Regions from separate parts of the Hordeum vulgare genome. Here all the other regions are linked to region 3. The links are chromatin contacts, called in public Hi-C maps. All regions are on one chromosome and are shown on one strand. The core of a region is the stretch at or near the end of the contact, and the rest is flanking DNA. Distances in the headings are between cores, read along the strand shown. Region 1 holds the start of LOC123443856 (V-type proton ATPase subunit c''2). Region 2 holds the start of LOC123439958. Region 3 holds the start of LOC123443854 (ABC transporter G family member 37).

What was found. A called contact is a pair of places that touch in the nucleus more often than the background predicts.
Region 1: a Hi-C map of seedling shows a contact between it and region 3, with 6 times the contacts expected there. The contact joins the promoter of LOC123443856 here to the promoter of LOC123443854 in region 3. A contact is called at or near these places in 2 of 6 Hi-C or Micro-C datasets (leaf and seedling) and 1 of 1 datasets of contacts at active chromatin or transcription factors (embryo).
Region 2: a Hi-C map of leaf shows a contact between it and region 3, with 2.5 times the contacts expected there. The contact joins the promoter of LOC123439958 here to the promoter of LOC123443854 in region 3. A contact is called at or near these places in 2 of 6 Hi-C or Micro-C datasets (leaf and seedling).

What each region holds. Positions count from the first base shown.
Region 1 is chr3H:358,973,995-358,977,680 of MorexV3_pseudomolecules_assembly, reverse strand. LOC123443856 (V-type proton ATPase subunit c''2) reads right to left here and starts at 1,352. Exons shown (of 4, transcript XM_045120394.1): 1 at 1,102-1,352; 2 at 928-1,005. The coding sequence starts at 1,217.
Region 2 is chr3H:359,067,105-359,070,695 of MorexV3_pseudomolecules_assembly, reverse strand. LOC123439958 reads right to left here and starts at 1,375. Exons shown (of 2, transcript XM_045116568.1): 1 at 1,060-1,375; 2 at 510-831. The coding sequence starts at 1,333. The coding sequence ends at 671.
Region 3 is chr3H:358,703,639-358,707,066 of MorexV3_pseudomolecules_assembly, reverse strand. LOC123443854 (ABC transporter G family member 37) reads left to right here and starts at 1,412. Exons shown (of 20, transcript XM_045120393.1): 1 at 1,412-2,100; 2 at 3,232-3,428. The coding sequence starts at 1,651.

The DNA.
Region 1 (3,686 bases), core at 103-2,602, 270 kb before region 3:
GTTATACTGCCTACCATTCTAACGAACATGCCCTCCAACAAAACAAGAGAAGAATAAAAGCCACAAACACAGGTTCAATGACGAATCAAATTATAAAGACAAACTAAGGAACTAGACCAGATCCCACACGACCACTGTAAGAACTTGATGGGCCTAACATAACAGAGGAACCGCAAAACAAACAAAAGAAAATAAGCCTCCTGCTTTGACTTTCTATCTATCATGATTCCAGTAGAAGTTGATAGCAGTATCTGGCCTTCGTGCGTTGCCAGCATGCAGAGCGTTTGTCACGACTTACATAACGGTTAAATTGGTTTATTAAAACGAGACGGTTAAATTGGTTTATTAAAACGAGACTAAACAAGTGCGAAATGTGAGGATTCAGGATGGGTGACTGACACAACAATGGACATACGGACCTATATCCAAATTAGGCGTGTCTGACATAACCACGAAAATTTCTTCACAGGCAACAACAATTGCACGCCCTTGTCTTTGGCATTTGTTAGAATATCATCAGTGCATTTACCCATGGATAGTTTGCAATGAGATAATGTCCGATTCTTCCTACTAAGAGATGTAAGTCAACTAATCGTATAAACACCGAAAGTGATTCACCATGGAAGGAATATCAGCCCCTCCAAGCTAGTTGAATAATTTACCATCAGAAGCAAGGTGGTTTGCTCTACTCAAACATCGGACGCTTAATTTCATGTAACACAATGCTAACTAACAGAAGAAACAATGGCCAATCCATCTCCTGGACGCAACCACGCATCATCAAGTTTAAGGTAGACAAAAGTCAAGAGCTCACAGCCCAGAGCCCACCCACCAAGCAAGGCCAAATCTAGCTACCGCAGTGCAGAGGAGACGGCGTCGAGACAAATCAGGCCCACCAGGTTAGCAAGGCTCCAGAGATTCCCTCACCTGATGAGGTTCTTGGAGGTGATCCTGGGCGCCTTGATGGCGGCCCCGATGAGGCTGCTCCCCGTGATGAAGATCCCCCTGACAGCAGCAAAACCACAGTGGGGCAGTATGAGAAGATGCGCGCAGCAGATCCAGCGAGGCGATGCCCGGAAGGGGGGGAAGATTAGGTCTCACCATGCTGCGCCGAGGACAGAGACGCCGATGGAGACGGCGATGCCGATGGCGGAGAAGGTGTAGGGCGAGATATGCACGAGCGCGCGCGCCCACGACGACGAGTAGTCCGACGACATCCTCCCACCACGATCTCCACCGGTGCGCGCTCGGTGCTGGATCGGGGATTTTCTTTCTCTCTCTTTGGGATGGTTGGATCGGTGACTGGGGAAGGAGAGAGAGTCGGGGTGCGATGGAGGAGAAGATGTGTGCGTGGTCTGCACGGGGACCAACCAGCCTTGCTGGGGCCAGAAGGTATGCGCTCCGTCCGATCTGGTTATGGACGGCGCAGAGGAGATCGTATATTTCTTTATTGTTTTGCGGGAGAGGGGATCGTGTCAGTCCGGGTCACGTGCTAGTCTTGAGGGGGGCTCCTAATCACCGCATGGAGCGATGGACTGCGAGCAAACACGCAGCCACACTCCTGCGGCTCGCCCCGGACGCGGTCGCATTCCTTTTTTTTTTTTGCTTTTTATTTACTAAATTAATAAAATGTTTACCAAAGTTAATAATCATATAAGAATTTTAAAGAAAATATTCTAGAAATATAAAAAACGTTAGTGAATTTATAAAAATATTTCAAAAAGTTTTTGAAGATTCTGAAAATAGTTGAAAGTATGAAAATGTCCATGGTTTGAAAAAATAGGTTCATGAATTCATAAAATATTAGTAAAGTTGAAAAATATTCAGGAATTCAAATAAATTTAATAAATTTATTAAATAATCATGAATTTAAAAATGTTCAAAAGGTGTTCATGTATTTAATAAATGTTCATGAATACAAAATTTGTCACAAATTTCAAAAATGTTCATGATTTTCAAAAATGGTCATGGATTCATAAATGTTCATGGTTTCAAAAATTGTTCAAGAATTCCAAAAATATTCACGAATTTTAAAATGTTCGCGTTTCAAAAGAAGTTTGTGAATACAAAAAGTCTTCTAAGATTAAAAAATCACAAATTTTAAAATTGTTACTGAATTCAAAATATATTAGTGATTTCCTAAAACATTGAAGAACTTAAATTATATTCACGAATTCCAAAAATGTACGCCAATTTGAAAAGAAATCATGATTTAAAAAATATTCATTAATGTATTCATGATTTTGAATCACATATTTATAAAAATGTCTATACATTTAAAAATATATTTGTAAACATGGAAAATATTCACTATTTAGAAAAGTATTCAGAAATAAAAAAATGTTAGCAACTTCACAAAATGTTCACAAATTGAAAAAATGTTCACATATTCAAAAAATGTTCGTAATTTCAAAATATGTTTGTGAATCTGAAAAAGGATCATGCATTTGGTTTATATATTCAAAGATATTCCTCGAAAAAAATGTTTGTGAATTCATAAATTGTTCACGATTCCAAAATTAGAAAAAAAAATGGAAAAAATAAGTAAAAAAAATAAAAATAGAAAGAAGGATAAAAAAAGGCACGCAAGGTTATATAAGCTTCCTAAAACCAGTGTAAAACAAATATTAAAAGAGCATAAACTGGCTGGCCCATATAAGCATTGGAATATGTGTTACGTGCCTAACGAGCGACCTACACGGTAAATAGGAACCTTGAGACGCTGCAAGACCAATAGAAAAAGGCAAGCTTACATAGTTGGTGGACTCGTGGTGGTGAGTCGAGTAAGCATATCAATAAACCAATCTCCCTCTAAAAACAATTGACCAATCGATCGGGCCTGCATAAATAAGGAAACAAAATTGATCATATCTAGGAGTTCATCTCGGACGGGAAACTATAATCTATGTTAAGATTTGGTTGTGTCATTATTGATTACTAGTTAAATGCTCCGTGCGTTATTGATTACTAGTTAAATGTCCCGTGCGTTTTCACGAGACAACAAAACAATGTTTCTCTAATTGTATTTGTCCCACTTCATCTCTTTCCCACATGGTCCTATTTTCTCAAACATGCATACCCCACCTCCTCCCCTTTTATCTTGGTCTACTAATTTTCTCTAGCTTTGGTATCATCACTCTTCTTCGCTCCATATGGCTCGACCATAACATGTTAAGTTTGCGCTTATGATGCTTGTCATTTGTTTTTTATGGCGGCTGCTATGAATTGGCCGGAGAAATCATCTGGCTAGACGGCCATCTGATCAGCGCGCTGTGGCCCGTTGGATGACAGCAACGTCATGGCAGCAATAAGCGCATGGCTGCACCCCGACAAAAGTTGCACTACAACTTATGGCGCACCGCTGACGTCCGGCAGAACTCCAACGCAACATAAATGAATGCAAACTCCGACAGAACTTCAATGCAACACTGCCGGCTTCGGTAAAGCTCTGATGCGAATCTGACAGAGCTCCAATGCAGCATCGATGGCTCCGGTCAATCTCCAATCCAACTCCGGCAGAGCTCCAATGCAACACCAACGACTCGGGTCAAGCTCCAACGCTGCACTAACGGCTCCAGTGAAGCTCAAATGCAATGTATGACCGACGCTCATGGCAGCACCGCTGGCATGATGAAGCTCCATTGCAGCCAGAGTTGAGGGAGATGCCCCCGTCGCAACTGCAGAGG
Region 2 (3,591 bases), core at 126-2,625, 360 kb before region 3:
ATTTCATCCAACTGACATTTTTGTGTGACGTCTTTGTCTTAGGCTCCACACTACACTGTGCGACGTCCGACACTACGTTGTGTGACATCTGAAACCTAGTGTGACGCCTAAGGTATAGGCGTCACACTACCACATCGTCTAAGACAAAGACGTCACACAATATACTGTGGCGCCTGACTGTCGCACGCCACACAAAATGGGTCAGCTGGATGAATTTTTTTTAAACATAGTTCAGTTTATGAAATTCTTTGACTCATGGATCAAATTTGTCAATTTTGCCCATAGCATATCCCACTCCCGCGTGAAAAACTGGGCGTGCTCCAGGTTGCTGCAGTTCGGGACGTAGGGGTCCCATGGCGTCCCTATGACGTAGGTAGTTTTAAAATCAAGTGGAGCTTGTCATTGGCTCGTGTCAAACCTTTTGGTTCTCTGGTTTTGAGTACGGCTTGTCCTGTCTAAAATGTTACTTGTGCTATGATTTGAACCAGGGAGTCAAAACTCTAATGATCGAGAAAAAAAATCGTTTTTATATATCCTTAGTCGTTTTTTAATGGGTATACATGCAACTAATTTGCTCTTTTACTAAGAAAATGTATTTTCCAAAATGGGTATACATGCAACTAATTGCTCTTTTACTAAGAAAAAACAACAGGGACCACATCCATCCATTTCATTTCTTAAGTCCGTCCTTCTTTATTCTTTTCCCAACAGTGTTGCCCGCTGGATCCAGATTCTCCATCGCAACCACCATACCGGGGCCGTTCGAGCTGTGCTCGAGCCCACTCTTCAGCGCCATTAGTCTTTCCTTCTTTAGCAAAATTACGCCCACCTCTGCATGCATACACACCGCAGAAGCAAGACAATAAGAGATGGCTTAAAAAAGGTATGAGCATCAAACGGAACAGGAGTCTGGTGACGAAGGGAAACAAAGATTAAATATATCACCGATCGGCAGTACACGTTTATATTTATCTGGATATCCAAAGCAGTAATTGATCTCGGCGTTGAATCAGGGAAGAGTAGGGATGTGTGCATGTTTGCATGCGCATGTGTACATACCGGTGGGGTGAACGGGGGTGGTGGAGAGCGACCAGAGGAGAAGCCCGGAGAGGAGGACCACGATGGGGACGAGGTGGACGAGTGTGTGGGCAAGGTTGGCGCGGCAGGCGTCGAGGGCCTCTTTCTTGGCTGTGTCCGAGTGCGGGTCGTACGTCGGCAGATGGTCAGCGTCCAGCCCTGCATTCCCGCTTGGGCCACCGGTCACCGACGCCGCCCCCATCGATGACGACGAAGATGAAGAGGATGACAGGTAGTAGCTCGACGAACGATGCATCTCGGTCGATCTCTGACCGGCCGGCCTCTCCTCCTCGTTAGCTCTCGTGCATGGCTTGGCTGCCGACGAAGATTGAGAGATGCGCCATTAGCAATTGGCTTTATGTGGTGGGAGTGGTTTTGCGCTTTGTGCATGCAGTCGGAAGTTTCTTGATGGACAGCGCACGGTTGTAGCCCGCGTCATGCGCTGCGGCTGATATATCTATTTCTTTTACTTTTCCATATATAGAGATATTAGAAAAAACATATTTTTAACACAACACCATCGCAGATGCACACATACATACATTCCTATGAACGTAAGCATGCACGCGCTATACCTATGCACACCTTTGAGATACAGAAACTACACAATATCTTAAAATTGATGAAATTATTATAGTCGCAATCAACCAAAGTGTCTTCTTCTACTGAACGTACATCATTAAAAGGACTAAAATAAATACAGAAAAATGTATTTTTTAACAAAGACCAACATACGTGAGTATGTTGGACTGAATTCACCACAAACAACCTAACCATCTGAGCTATACTTAATTCACAAAACAAACACGCTTTTAGGATACATGTCTGATGGAAGTATTTATTAATATTAAATATAGACAATAAAAAACACATAACAAACAATCAATATCACAGTTGCCTTCGTGTCCTCCACAAACAGATGGCCATACACCCTCCAATTCATGTTTATCTCCTTTTCAAATACTCTCTCCGCTCGGGCTAATAGGATGGGTGGCATTTGTTTTTCCTCAATTTGACTTATATGATAAAAAAATATGCCATTCGATTATAGTCGAATAAAGTTTGTAAATATACCATTTTGGCGGCATATAACACATATATTGTCAACTCAAATCGAAATTACAAACCCCTCTTTTGTTCCTCTCGTTTAGCCATGTCAATTATTTGCCCTCTTTCTCTCATTATATTAGGTGGCACTACAGAAATCAGGAAATTTGCCATCAGACATTAACACACGACAAAGGCCTATATACAGATGTTAAAAAATTTATCATCAGCCAACAGACGACAAAGCTTGACGACATACTGTGAATAGGCAAAGAGGTACTTTGCCGTGAGCTTTCCACCGGGCACACGACAAAGATTTTGCTGTTAGTATAACCTCTTTGCCGTCTGCAAATAAGTAAAGACGGCAAAAAAAAAGTAACTCACGCAACTGACCAAACAGACGAAGTTAGTGCCTTTACCGTCAGCCTTCATGTGCACCAAACGACAAAGAAGAAACCTTTGCCATCTGCCACTAGACGACAAAGTCAGGTTTAGGGGTTTCTGTTAGCAGGCGGCCCCACGTCACTTTGTTGTCATCCTATTAGTCAAAAGACGACAATGACTATTTAGATAATTAAAAAAAATACGGCCGTGTGTGGTCGCCGTCCATGGCAACCAAGATCTCGCCAGAGCTGCCTCGCTGGAGCGGTCCGCCCCTCCCTACATCCATGCATCCAGCCATCGTCTCCCCATCTTCGCGAAGCTCGGCCTCAAGTATCGTTGCCGCTATCCTCATCTTCTCCGCCTTCGGCATTGGCTACCTCAGAGAGGACATAATGCGAGGGAGGAAAGAGAGGTCCTGAGGAGACCAGTAGCAGGGTTGTGGCCGCACGTGATGGGTCGATGGCGGCCGTGGTGGGGTGGTCGGCGGAGGCCACGAGCGTGGCGGGGCGGCGATGTTGTGGTCGTAGGTGATGGGATGACGACTCATGTGATGGGCCGGCGGCGTACATGGCGGGGTGGCCAGCGACCGTGGCGAGGGTGGCGGGGTGGCCGACAGGGGCCACAAGTGTGGAGGGATGGCCGACGGCGGCCATGAGGTTTTCGCACAGGTGATTGGACGGCAGTTTGTGTGACGGGCCGACGGCGGACGTGTCGGGGTGGCCGGCCGCTAGGAGGGCGGGGCGGGGAGGCCGGAGGTGGGCACAGAGAGGCACGAGAGAGAGAGAGAGAAAGAGAGAGAGAGAGAGAGATAGAGAGAGAGAGAGATGTACGAGAAAGAGAGGAACAAGGGAAGATACAGATCGTGAGTCCGCGTGGGCTCGTGCTGGGGTCGTGGGATAAGGGAGAGAAAGTGGTGAAATGGACAATCGATCATGGGGCTAATGATGTGTGGAGCAGATTATGCCATGTCATCGATCCGTGGGATCGATCCGCGTGGTGTGTTTCTTCTTTGCCATGTGTCTTTTCTTTTACAGATGGCAAAGAGCCTACTTTGCCGTATATAGATAAAAACTCAGACGACAA
Region 3 (3,428 bases), core at 163-2,662:
AGGATTTCTAGCATATCCCTTCTACCCCAGGGGCTTCCATTTATATATAGGTGGAGGCTCTCAGATTACAATAGAATCCGGATCGTACTACAACCCGTGACTTAATCTAACTCCTACCTATCTTGTCTTCCAAGCAGGAAATAACTCTTTACGTCAAGTGCAATGAGCGACCCGCTAGGTGATTGGATAACCCACACTTCAAGAGGAGCCGCTCCTTAGGCCTTGTGTTTATACATGTCTTGTTCTTGGGCTAGACTTTAAAAGGTCGGGTAAGGCCCGGGGTTATATCCTCAAGACTGGACGTCGTGGTGTCGTCGACGACAAATAAGCCTCACAAGGTTGACGCATGAGTACAACTCTGAAGATGGATATGTGCAAGACGACGACGGCAACCTATGAGAGTGCGCCGGACCGGTGTGTGCCCCATATCCGACAATGTGGCTTGGTTGGGGCCTTCGGTTTTAGATGTTAGCCTATGATGCGAGGTTTGTTTGATATTTGGCTCACACTGTGGCACCCCTTTATCAAGTTGATAGGAGTAACGATAAATGTTGTCAAGACGATGGCTTCAGACTTACTAATATATTATTTTATAATTTTTTTGTAAATTATTAATAAAATAATTGCATGCATCGCCGAGATGACCGGTCTTTCTCCCTTTAAAACATCAATATATAAGAAAAGGCAAGTAGACCAATGGACGAAGAAAATTTCGACCAACCGGCTCAAGGATTCGCCTGAAAAGACTTTTCTACACGGATGGGATTTAATAATGAATGGGTCACTGCTCATGTCGACACCCCTAACGAAATGAATGGGCGGATCAATCTCTGGTGAGCCGTTGGATGGACGCAGCCGCCGTTGTCGTCGCCCGGCCTCATCGTCCTGGCTGGACACGATTTTTTTAACCACACCCATCCAAAGTAGACACTATTGTTAACAATCAGAGACCACCAGTACTAGTCGTAGTAGTATACTCTTGCTCCTACTCTGCATCTGCAAGTGGTTGCAGGCGGCTGCCCTCTTCCTAATATCATACTATCCCTGGCCAAACGAACCTACCGCGGGGGGAGAGCAGCCTCTAATCGAATAATCCCGAGACATGCATGCATGTTGACCACTGCCCGCCTCGGCCACGACGCAGAGACAAAACCCCCGCTGATGCCAGGAAGCTCCCCCCCGCGCGCGGTCAGGTGTAAACACGCGCGTGAAAAATGAAGAGCTAGCTCGAAAGCGTAGTTTCATTATCTTGTAGGACGACGACCACATCCCGTGCCGGGTCCAAGCTCGCACAGTGCAGCGGACCTGTACGAAATGTGTCGAGGTCAAGGACCCGCTCAAGGTAGGTGAGGTGAAACTCGATAATGTGGCTGCCGTGGTCTTCCTCCTCACCAGCTTCTTCAACCATTCCCTTCTCCTGGGCGTATATATAGGGACTCCTTCGTCTGCTCCCTTCGTACTAGCTCGTACCCCAAGCCAAACCAGTGAGTCCCCTGTCGGAAGGCAAGGAGGAGCTGCGCAACAGAGCTAAGCCAGGGCAGGCCAGGCCAGTGCACTGTGCACAATACTCCTAGAATAGAGTGATCAACGGAGGAAGAAGACGAAGATAAGTAAGTAAGTAAGTAAGCAATCAATCAAGCAGAGGCGAGGATGGATCGAGAGATCCACCGGGTGACGAGCCTGCGGCGGGACAGCTCGCTATGGCGGCGCGGCGACGACGTGTTCTCGCGGACGTCGTCGCGGTTCCAGGAGGAGGAGGACGACGAGGAGGCGCTGCGGTGGGCGGCCCTGGAGCGGCTGCCCACGTACGACCGGGTGCGGCGCGGGATCCTCACGGTGGAGGACGGCGGGGAGAAGGTGGAGGTGGACGTGGGGCGGCTGGGCGCCCACGAGAGCCGTGCGCTCATCGAGCGGCTGGTTCGCGCCGCCGACGACGACCACGAGAACTTCCTCCTCAAGCTCAAGGAGCGCATGGACAGGGTCGGCATCGACTACCCCACCATCGAGGTGCGGTTCGAGAAGCTGGAGATCGAGGCCGAGGTGCGCGTCGGCAACCGCGGCCTCCCCACGCTCATCAACGCCGTCACCAACACACTCGAGGTACATCATTCCTTCTCCTTCCGCTCCAAAACAGATGCGACAAGTCCATGCATGGCGGCTTACCTTCAATTTGCATTTGTTTTTTGTTTTCCCCCCACACCACTCGAACAAGCATGTTGATCATAGTTAATGATAACTAATCAGTCCTGGCTTGGCTGCGACAGTACATGTACATGGTAGGGCCAATTAGTCGATGAGGATGGGCTGCTTTTGCGTTTTGGTGCAGCTGGTTCCGCGATGGAGGCGAGCGACGGTGCTCTCTCGTTTATCATATGGTTATCGACAGCGACGCTGCGAAAATTGAAGCCAAGTAGGGGCTTTGTTTTCTCGTTTTTGCGATTGCAACTTGCCAGCGAGCTGTATGCCTTTTGGCCCATCGGCAAGCAATGCGGTAGGTGAGTCGCCTCTCGGCGCGTGATATTTTCTTGGCTTCACAAAAGACCAAGCACACGCTGCAGCTTGATTGCCGTTTCGGCCACTTGTCCGGCAGAAAGTATTACTCTGACCGTGTCTCGCTTTCGAGGCTTTTTTTTTCTCCACGTGACTTCGGAATTCGAGATTTATTAAACCTAGCCGCCACCTAATATTCAGGTCCTCATCCTTTCTTCTTTCAATTGCACCAAGTACTAGTAACAATTTTATATTACTCCGTATTATACAAAGATAAATGTTTATTTAAACAAGAAATGTGATCTTTTAGGAGTAGTACAAAATTTCCTAGCATAAAGTAGCCCAACAAGAGCCCAAACTGTCGCGACGCCGGGCTCGGCCCGCAACGGAGCCTGCCGCTCCTGCCCGACTTCATCACTTACAAAAAAACAAATAACAAATACCGACCGTGTCCCACCAACCTCCGCCTATGGCCACCGGCACCGGCACGGCGTCGCGACGGTCGTTCCCTACCTCCGGCCACCTCCACCGCATCCCCATCCACGCCACGGAATCGTCCGACCTCCACCCCATGGCATGCGATGTTGGCGCATCGGCCGCGCGGCTCTGCGGCATTCCGCCGAGCGAATGGCGTGCGCGTCCACCTCGTTTCGCCAGCGACACCGCCATTGGAAGAAGAAGAACCGTGTCCTTTCTTTCGATATCTCTCTCTAAGCATGTGAATTGCTCGGTGTGCTCCAGGCCGTCGGGAACGCGCTCCACGTCATCCCCAGCCGGAAGCAGGCCATGACCGTCCTCCACGACGTCAGCGGGATCATCAAGCCCCGGAGGATGACGCTGCTGCTTGGGCCTCCTGGCTCGGGAAAGACGACGCTGCTGCTGGCGATGGCAGGGAAGCTGGACAAGGACCTAAAGGTCTCCGGGAAGGTCACCTACAA